2 separate regions of the Mus musculus genome follow, and region 2 is linked to region 1. Evidence: chromatin contacts called from public Micro-C data. All regions are on one chromosome and are shown on one strand. Each heading gives the region's core, a stretch centred on a gene start, on an enhancer-like site or on the middle of the called end of the contact. The rest is flanking DNA. Distances are from core to core; before and after follow the strand shown.

Region 1 (5,444 bases), core at 2,035-4,534:
CTTGCATCGTGTACATTGTCAGAATGTGAACACAAACATACCTGCAAACATGTGTACACATGCAAAGACAACTATGAACATAAATGCAAGCGTGCTTGTGTATACACAAGCATACACACACACACATACACACACACTTCTGCTGGATTCCAGACACAAACCTGACTTCAGTCGCTGGCCTCTGGCTCATGGTAGTGTCAGATACCACTTTGCCCCACTCCAGGCAAAATGACCTCGATACAGACACCTAGGTGGAGGCATCGAGTGCTCTCCATAATTTTACTGACTGATGCTTTTTCCTCCCAGGCTCCATTATTAAGTAAGTGGCGGGCTGAAATGGAAAATGAACCTTTTGCAATTACACACACAGAAGGCAACTGGATAACAGGACCAGCAAAACGCCAATTGTGACAATGGCATAATGGCCCAGACGTGTGGCAGGCCAGTCTGACTCATTAATCCAGCGGCGGCAGTGGGTGTTGTAATGGAGTGAATGGGGCTGGAGGGAAGGCAGAGCAGGGACAGACACCAGCCAGCTGGCAGAACCAACTGAAACAAGCTTACTCAGGAGGGCAGTTGGTGGGAAGGGCTGGATGCAAAGGCAATGTCTCCTCCTTCAGTAGCATATCCTCCACCAGGGACCAGGGAACTCTCCAGAACTTGCAGCATTAAAAAGGGCATTACCAAAAGGAGAGATGGTACTGACGTTTTTTATGTCGATTCCCTGTTTTTGTTTTTTGTTTGGTTGGTTTTTAAAGGAGCATAAAGAGACTGCCGCCTCAGTTCAGGAGCCAAATCAAGTTCCAACTGGCCTTGCTCCCTTCTGCCCTGCATCATCCTACAAGGCGTTCGAGGTTCGGCATGCCTAAGAACACCTGGGCTTTCCCTCCATCCTGTTGTTCACTGTCTGCTCTGTAATTTCTTATTGCTCATTTGGCTCCATATCAAGACTCTTCAGTGAACATACTCCAGTCAAATAAATCCGTCTAAGGGTCCAGGCTTCAGTGGGCAGAAGATAAAGGCCAGTTGGCCTCAGGTCACCTCTTCTGGGTCATGAAGTTTGGATTTATTTGAGATCAGCTAAATGAGCCAATGGAGAAACATCAAAGCTCCAGTAAGTAAGATCTGTTATTGCAAAGTCACTACAGCTTCCAACAGCGAAACCCACCACTGCAACTAGGTTTCTAGAATGTCCTATAGGATAGAGTGACTATGGTGAACAACACTTACTCGGGTAATTCAAAATAGGTCCAAGAGAGGACTCTGAAATGTTAACAACACTCATCAACATGATAAACAATTCAGGCAATAAATATATTAGAACCCTGAATGTATGCATATGGTACACATATGATAAAATTTCACTTTGTACTCACAGATGCAAGCATTTGTTATGTGTCAATTTTATACACACACACATATGCACTTTATAATATAAGGCATTTTTTAAGCCTTTGGCAATCAGAACTGGTCTCTGTCAACAGTACTTTATTCTAGTGTGAGTGAAATACTTTCAACCACATAGAACATGACATTTAAAATATATAATAGAACCATACACCAGACAATTCTTACTTGGCCCCTCTTGGGGGAAAAAAGTGTCTTTGTGCTCTCCACGTTTTTCCCTATTATTTTTCCTCAGATCTAGCCATCCTTCAGGGCATATGTGTTCTAGGCCTCTAACGAGATGATTGCCCCACTCTTAGGGGTCCGTTGAGACCCCTCTGCCTCACCAACCTGCATTATATGAATTGTCTTGAGCACAGTACCACCAAACCCAGACAGCACTTGAGTCAAACATCATAAAATTATTATTTCCTCATTAAGACTGGCTTCCATACAGCCCCGGATAGCCTTGAGTTTGCTTTGTAGCTAAGGATAACCTTGAACTCCCGATCTTCCTAAATGCCGGGATTACACGCATGCATGACCATGCCCTACTTTGAGATGCTAGGGGTCAAGCCCAGGGCTAATGACAGTCCAGTACTCTGTTAACTGAACTGAATTCCCAGCCCACTGAATCAGTCATTTCCTCTGGTATGTAAGAATGAAAATGAGCCATGAGGCTCCATGGTGGCTGAAACATAAATCAGGAAACTTGAGAGGTGACGGCAGCTGCATAAGGTTGGAGTGGTGAAAATAGAAACTGTTCCCACCCAGGAAACACACTGAGAATAGGCCATAGGGAATCCAGGCTCTGGCTCCAGCCATCCTGAGCCCTGCCATATTCCTATCCCCTGTTCTAAACACTGTAGTAAAATAGATCTAAAAAATTCCATTGAGGGGTTTCTTCCTGCCTTTGGCAGCTTATGTTCCCAAATGAAAGATGTGTCACATAGCCGTTTTGTTTTTAAATATGCCTTATGCAGTACTGTAGCTCGGCAACTGCCTACCCTCTATGCTGTTGGTTATGTAAGTGAGGTTGAGGTTTCCTGGACTTGGGACTGTGAGAAAGAGTAATGGGAAGCAAGAAGCCACCACGGGCTAGGAAAAGAACCTGTGAGAGATGAGAAAGGAGATCCACCATGACCTAGGGGCCAAGGTGTCCCAGAGGGCTGCCTGGTTGCAGTTTAGAGGAGTTCAGATGGAGCATAATAAATAGTGACTAATAGTTTAGGATTATCTATAGAAAGGTAGATTCTAACAGCGTGGAGGGTAGGCAGCTGCCAGCTATTGTGTTGCATAAGGCATACTAAAATATAAAGCTTTTGTGTGTGTGTGTGTGTGTGTGTGTGTGTGTGTGTGTGTGTGTGTGTTTATCTGGGAACATAAATGGTCTAAGGTGGGAAGAACACCACCACCACCACCCCCCGTGCCGAGGTTTTTTAAAAATATTTTGTACGACAAGACACTGCCTTCATTTCTTCTCCATCATTTTCTCTCTTGCTTTTTGAACAAACTCCAGTTGGATTCCTTCCACCTGTGCCCCAGCCAAGTATAATTAATTCAATTTGTGAACAGACGTGACTTACATGCGTGCCTCTTTCACCTCTAATTTCAGAGCATCGCCTTTGCAAGTGTGGCCTGCCCAGCCAGCCTCGCTGGAAGGAGTCTTCCCTAGAACAAACTGCAGAGAATCAGTGCTTCCGGGAAGCAATTTGCTCGAATGACTCTTACCCACAGTCAGCCACCAGCAGAAGCTATCTTTTTATCAGCAGGCCTACAGGTAGCCCAGCCAGCAATCCACCCTATCACTGAATGGGAAGATGTTGGCATCAAAGAGATCTGATGAACAGGAATTACCACTCTGCTTCAGGTGAACTTTACATGTGACTAATTGCTTTAAGCCTCCATATCCTGGTCTTTCAAGTGTTGCTAATAATAGGCATGTGCCTTCTAGAACCTGGGGGAAGATCCAAGGCGATGGTGCCTGTGATCTCACTTGGAAGGCCTTCTGGCATACAACAAGCATCACATAAGTGACACCTCACATTGCCAGACAGAAGCTAGTCTTCTAGGTTTCTTAAGCTAATGATCATGTCTGCAAGGTCAGGTTCTCCACATGCCCTCCTCCCAGCTACTGTGTCCCCTTGGACTGTGTATTACAAATATGTTGTTATGGTGTTCCTGCCCCGAGCCTTTTATCCATGCCATTCATTTTGCATAGCCATAGCCACAAAGGGTATATCATCACCATAGGCTTGTGCTGTAGGAATAGAGGGCCACAAAAACCATAAAGGATAATAGAAGCCAAGATTTGTTTCTGGTTGTGTGCTAACCCATCACCCAAGACAATCTTTTCCAAGTCTCCTACTCAGTGCCCAAAACTACAGGAGATCCCAAAGCCCTTACATACTGTTTTTCATATTCATACCAACCTATAAGGAAGCCATGTCTATGAATCAAACCCACTTTGAGCATAACAATTATCACCAATGATAAAATAATTACCATGGTAGTTTATAGCAGAATGTATTTGAACCTTAAGAGTTTCTTACTTCTGAATCTTTTTATTTAGTGTTTTCAAAGTATGGTTGATCAGGGGTAACTGAAATCATAGAGAGAGGAATCACAGATAAGGATGGGTAATAATATGCATTGCAAACTGCAAGTGAGATACGTCTCTGTTCCACATCTCTTCATTCCAGGAGCAATAAGCACCACCTAGGCAGGACAAATTTGACTTGTGGCCGAGAGAAAACACATTTAGAGAACACTTCCAGACATTTTCAGGGGATCATGCAATCACATCCACTTCCACTGGATTACCACATGACTTTTTTTTTTTCAATTTTAAACCTACAGCAGATTGGCTTCGTGGGCACGGAACCCTGGATGGCAGAAGGCTGACTGAACTCTCTCCACATTACCAAATTACCTGCTTCAATACTTCTGATCAAAAAGCTTTTCAACTGGTGGCCATTTCTTCCCCTTGACATTTGTCATTTTCCAGATGGCAGTTTTGATTGTGAGGAAAGAGTAAGGACAATGTTGAAAACCTATAACGCCTCAAACAGCCCCTCTCTGCCAACAGAGAATGAAATGACTCAAAATATCAACAATGCTATGGTCAGTGCTTTGGTTTTCTTTCTGTCACTGTGATAAAATATTGACCAAAACCAACTTAAGGAGGAAAGGGTTTATTTCATCTTAAAGCTTACAAGCCATCATTGAGGGAAGCCAAGGCAAGAACTTGTGGGGCAAATTGAAGCAGTAACCATGTGCGAGTGCTGCTTACTCCCATGATTCTCCAACTCACACTCAGCCATCTTTCTTTTACTTCCCAGGACCACCTAGATTTAGAGGTGACATCACCCCTAGTGACTGGTTCCTCCCACATCAATAATTCATCAAGAAAACACTCTGCAGACTTATCTACAGATCAATTTGATGGATGTATTTTCTCAATTGAGGTCCCTCTTCCCAGATAATGCTAGCTTGTATCAAGTGTCAAGTTAGCAAAAACAAACAAAAACTAACCAGAATAGTTGGGAATTCTTGCTCTTGGCTGTGTACATTTTTCTTGAAAATAGAAATCTCAGCTACTTTTTTTAATTGTTAAGTTTCTAATGCTTAGCTCAAAACCTGAACAACTCAGTCATCCACTGTGTCCCTGCTACTAGTACTACTAGTAAGTGGACGTGAGAGAGAACGAATTCTTACCTTCCTAAAATATCTGTGCATCCCCTACGTCTATCACCTGGACCAGGCACATTTTCAGGCCAATGATGTCTGGGATGTGAGTCCAGGGAAAGATCCCTTTCTATCTCTTCCTTTGTTGATTTTTTTGCATGCATGGACTCAGCAAACTATTTTGGAAACCTATTGATCCTCTCCTAGGAAGTCCTCCAACTTGATCTTCTAGATTCTGCCTACCCAGAGAAGAGAGCCTGACTAGAAAGCACCAGTTTCTTTTTATTCTGGATGATAGTAATAGGAATGGATAAATTTATTTCTCTATTTCATTCCCTCCTCTGTTGCTATGACCCTATGGGCTACCCCCG
Region 2 (5,444 bases), core at 2,130-4,629, 130 kb before region 1:
CCCCCATTTCCTCTCCTGCCACAGCACCAGTGTGTACATAGCAATCGGCCTTCAGCAATAACTTTTTAAAGATTCAGTTTAAGCAGTAAATTGCAAATTCCTGTTTCCCCCCACACATTCCAGGCTCAGGTCTGAGTGTTTCTGGTAGGCCAGGTCTTCCATACACAGAGGTTAAACAGCTCCTGGGGAGAGAGAGTTCTCTCAGAGAACAGTAGGACTTTTATTTTTCAGAGACCTTAGTGTGCACAGGTGGTGGTAGCCCATGGTGCTGGTAGCATGGGCCTTGCAGGGAAGCAAGATGCCTAATGCAGTACTCCTGGGAAGTTGAGTGGTTCATGCATTGCACACAGAGTGTAGCACTGGGATTCAGGGCACAGCTGCTGCCTCCTCAGCCAGCCAGGTATGATTCAGGCTTAGCAGTTCTGAAGACTCATAGGACTGGGAGTCACTGCAACAGGTTAGAGACAGGACTGAAAAAAGTGGACAATGAGAAACAAAGTATCAAGCGAACCAGGCTGGGGAGATCCCCGCACTGCTGTCAGAGCTGTTGAGATTTGAAGGTGAAATATCCCCTTCATGCTTATGTGTCCGGATACATGGTCCCTTGGCTGCTGGTGAGGTTCAGAAGCTTGGACAATCTTTGGGCAACAGATGGAGCTTTCCAGGAGAAGTAGGACATTCAGGACAAGCTTATAGCCAGGCCCCACTTCCTGCATCCTCTCTGTTTCCTGACTGCAGATACAATGTGATCCACTTGCCTCCTCTTCCTCTTGCCATATCCCTCATACCATGATGGAATGTGACAGGCATTTTCCTTCCCTCGGACACAGATATATTCCAGATGAAAAGTAGATAAAGGCAGGTTTATACGGAGGTAGCTCTTAGGGGGGTTCACCAACTTCACCAATGGAGGTCAGTGAAGTCACACATCCAGACTAAAGCAAAGGGATTTTATAGAGTTTAGGCGAGGGAATGTGTCAGCTAGGACCTAGGATTGAGGCCTTACATGGTCAAAAACTGAACTTCTCGATGGACACTTTTGGATGGGTTGCCAGGAACACTTGGGCATGAGGAAGAATGACTAGTTAGCCTGGAGTTTTCACGAAGCAGGATCTGGGGATCTCTGTGTGATTAGGACTGGGGGAAGGAGGGCAGCTTATACAGGGTTTCAACCTAACAGGATGATCACCTTAAACGATAAGCCAAATAAATGCTTTCTCCCTTCAAGCATCTCTTGTCCACAACTTGGTCACAGCAATGAGCTGACACACCATCATTCCTTGCCTAAACCCTATAAACACACACTCAAGTGAGAACTGTTACTGACACCTGTGTGACGCTCTGATTTTTTATTCGTGGTTGACAGGGATGCAAGAGCTTTGTGCATATGTCCCTCTGGGATTTGACTCTGCTTTTGTTGAGGAGGAACTTACAAAGTAAAGTGCATAGCTGTTTACATAATGCAGCTTGCTAGTTTAACACCCACACATGTGTGGTGGCCAACCAGGCCAAGATTCTAGGCAATATCACTCAGAAACCCCTATACTTGTGCCATCACAGATACCATGGAGGACATCTGTTACATGATACATCGTGGTACTCCTAGGGTGTGTCTTATCTGTGGCCACGGGAGGCCATGAATGTGACCAACATAAAGTTGCAAACTTGAGTGAAATATAATGAGGGATCTATCTTCCTTCTTTCCTTCATCTTTCTTTTCTGTGTTCGAATCCCAAAGATGAGTTCTGCCATTCCTTCACGACCACATGCCAAAACTGGTAGCGCTTATAGTAAGTGGTGTTTGGTACCCAAGAGCATCCACTATCTCAGGTAATCTTCACAGACAGCCATCAAGGTATGGGTCTTCTCACACCATAAAAGGAGAAAGATGACCACAAAGGTCATGCAACTACTGTGAGGTCCCACAGCCAAGAAGCAGCCCAGCCCAGATTCAGACAAAATATGATCTGGGTCATCGCCTTCTTTTAGAAAATGTGGCTATTCAATCTTGACAAACTGACAAAATAGTTGAAATAAAAACCCAACACACACACACACACTGGAATAATAGAAAGTAAGATTTTAAGAAATTTACCCTTAAGATACCGGAGTGTTAAATTGAGCCTAGGATCACATCTTCTACACTGTGATCCTCTCAGAGGATGGCTATTGACCTTCTAATCTAGAACAGCCTCCTCTGGCTGCGGGTGGGATGCTCTCCGGAGCTCACACCTGTGTCCTCTAACTTACCTATGACTGCTACCTCTAGCCTAGGCTTTCAGAAGCCTGGAGAAAGACTCCCTAGCTCCAAGTAGACCTCCAAGGAAGAACCACAGCTCTCAGAATGACTTCATTTCCCTTCACCAGCCAAGTGAATTCAAGAGTGTAGAATCAACCCCCTGACACTTGGAGGTCTGTGGGAAGAGCAGGATGCAAGACATTGTTAAAAAGGATTAGCAAGCAAATGAATGAATGAACAGTGAAGGAGAGTGTGAGGGTGCCAAGTCCTCAGGCCCCGAGGAAAAAAGTTTTCTCCTGCAAGCATATATTGCACTAACAACAAATGGTATAACTTACAGCCCTGTAGACCAGAGGAATCTCTTAGGACAAGGATTTGTTTACGCACAGTTTTATATCTAGCACTTTAAGAAAATTCATGATTGGTGGGAACATTCTGGAACAGAGTTGTGACTCCAGCGGGCTACTCCCTTGGGGCTTATCACCAGGTGAATATGTAGGGTTTTGAGATTGTTTTAATGTAACCAGTCCATCAACACCCAAGGACTTAAAACTTGCTATAAGCCAGACACTAAGAGCACCACGAAGAACCAGGTGGCCCTCCGTTATTAAACTGTACAGAGACAGCAATGCAAGCTGACACTTTTAATAGAGTGTTTCAAAATGGAAAATTACAGGATGCCATGGGAACCTGAAAGAGGGAGCCTGGTAGGAGACAGTCACGGGGGGGGGGGGGGGGATGAGACACATTTCAAGGACTGACTTAGAACATCTGGAGATGAACAATGTATTTAAGTGCATGGAGACTTACAGAAAGACAGGAGCTATACATCCACCCATGCATCCACCTACCCACCACCCAAGCATCGTCACACACCTACCCATCCAGAAAAAAAAATGTTCAGTTCCCCCACATGCTAAGATATTCACAAGGCAATCAAGCTCTCTTGGACCCTTTGTCAGTCTACTTGGCCCATTTACCACAGTTACTGCTGGTGTTCTTGCTCATGTGGTCCTCAGTAACCTCATGCAGCTGTCACAATGAGCTGTCGGAGATGCTAACTTAAACAAGGCACTGCTGTTCCCAATCCTTTCAACCATTCCCTTGCACCCTTGGGGGAGATGACTCATAGAGCGCTGATACTCAGCTGTGCCAATCTCATCCTGGAGGCATCTCCTTGTCATCTTTCTCTAACCTCACACCACATCCACTCCCAACCTGCCTTCAAAATGGAAAGCACCCAACTCCAGACTGCATTGCCTCCAGTGTCTAACTCCCACTTTGGCCTGACTCCGATCTGTCACTTTGCCCTGACAGTTGCTTTTTCCTACCTGCAGGAAAATAATTTTGGCCCTGGCAGGGGTCAAGGGTCCTAAGGCCCCTTCTTACTCCCTATCTTCTATAGGTAAATGGGAGGGTTCTGTGCTGTATGTTTTCCCACATCTTTTCACCTTCATATTTTAAATTTGGGAAGGCACACAGAAGGGAACATTTGTCATTTTAGTACTCTACCAACTGAACCACATCCCCAACCCCACTTCATCTGATCGCAAGTTCAGCAGCATCAATACTGCCCAGCTGTCTGCAGACCTTTTCCTCTTCCCTGAACCTCAGTATCCCTTTGAGCAATAGCTTCTCAGTCTCAAGTCCCCGGGAGCCATCCATCTAGGCTATACCTTTGATGTGAATAATGCACCTGGGAGGATTAGACAAGCTCACTCTCAGTTTTGCCTAGCTGAACCTGAACTGTGTCTCTCCAGACATGTGGATAAACGATTTGCATGTATGATATCTCCCTTCTTTAGTACTTTGGAATTTACAAAGAAGATTGACACAAACTTTGTCACTTGACTCTCAAGTGACTTCAAAGAGTAAAGTTTTCACAGACTATCCATTATACAAAATTCTTGCATCCAGGGGTATTTTTTTTTTGAATTTAGAAGTATCTGCCTATACATACAGAAATATCTTGGCAAGGAGATCCAAGTCTAAGCACGGGTCTCTTTCTTTTGTCCCATTCACTCTATATCTCCATAGGCAGATAAAGTGGGTAACTATGTATAGTAGCTTTAGTGTTCATTTATAGTAACTTCATTTTGCCATGACTAGTCCACTGAGATATAAAATTATCACTTTTATCATCTGGTGGCATTTCAGAATTTGGAGAACCTTGGATGAAGGATGTTCGTTTAATTTTTTTGCCCTATTTTATAAAACAATACTAAAAAGCTGCCTTGAATTTCCAGGATTAATAGATGTCTACTCAAGAACCTACCTACCTCTGGCCTTCCCTTCAACCAATAGACTCAGGTCTCTCCACAGACAGACTTATCTCACTATAACCAGACATGGCCAATGTGAGCTTCTGAACTTGGGTTCCTAAAACCCAGGAGGAGAAGGAAGAAACATGGAAGAGCAAGCAGGGTTTGCTATTGGAATTAATTCTGGGTATCCCTGGAACTTCCAAAGGGGATAGATAATACCCATTTGCTGCCCCCGACAGACACCTAAACACCTCCAAGATATCTGCTGCAATGAAGACTCTAAATGAAGGAGGTTCATGAGCCAAGAGCTAGAAATAGGAAGAAACATACAAATCCAAGTCACCTGCTCTGGAGTCAGAATTCTCTACTGTGCTATTCTGCACAATGCTAAGATTGGGTTCAAGATGGAGAGAATGAAGAAGGGGAAGAGAAAGGAATAGCATGATATGAATGGAAGATCTGTCCATGCTTAGTCAGAAAACAGAAGATTTTTCCACTGGTATTGTGAAGAGGACTCCCCATTTTCCAATAGGCCATTGCTATGACTGCAATCATGATACATACATATTGTTCTCAATCCCTAGGCAGTAAAAAACCCATTTTGGTCACTATCCTTGTGTCCTACCTAACTGCATTTAAGACAAGAGGAAAATTGCTTGAATGGCATAGCTTGAGAATCATAACCTTCTAGAAGGAATTGCAATCTGTGGTCCCATGCAATCACTTACATTCCCTCATTAATATATGCTTAGTGAGTATTTGTTATGTCTAAAGAACAATGTTGATTGCTAAGATTAAGTGTTGAGGAAAAAAGATATGTATAAATTTTAGTGTTTTGCTAATTTTGTCTCTTTAATTCAGTCTAGGATCCCAACCCACGGAATGATGTCCACTTTTAAGGCAGGTCCTGACATCTCATAATCTAACCCTGATAGACCCTC

The links. A called contact is a pair of places that touch in the nucleus more often than the background predicts.
Region 2: a Micro-C map of muscle stem cells shows a contact between it and region 1, with 6 times the contacts expected there. The contact joins the enhancer-like site here to the promoter of 1700012I11Rik in region 1. A contact is called at or near these places in 1 of 15 datasets of contacts at CTCF or cohesin (the NIH/3T3 cell line), 6 of 484 Hi-C or Micro-C datasets (the 3T3-L1 cell line, the C2C12 cell line, CD4 T cells and 3 more) and 1 of 115 datasets of contacts at active chromatin or transcription factors (large pre-B cells).

The regions. Positions count from the first base shown.
Region 1 is chr15:67,224,609-67,230,052 of GRCm38.p6, reverse strand. It overlaps 1700012I11Rik (RIKEN cDNA 1700012I11 gene), which reads right to left and starts at 3,284. Exons shown (of 9, transcript NR_045140.1): 1 at 2,973-3,284.
Region 2 is chr15:67,355,921-67,361,364 of GRCm38.p6, reverse strand. The region is part of intron 7 of 1700012I11Rik (RIKEN cDNA 1700012I11 gene); the gene reads right to left. Among named protein-coding and RNA genes, the nearest start is that of 1700012I11Rik, 130 kb to the right of the region's middle. Within about 2 kb of position 3,379, at least 14 of the 459 cell types and tissues checked have an H3K27ac peak or open chromatin away from gene starts, as enhancers often do. A contact at or near this core is called in the C2C12 cell line, muscle stem cells and myocytes, where this site is marked.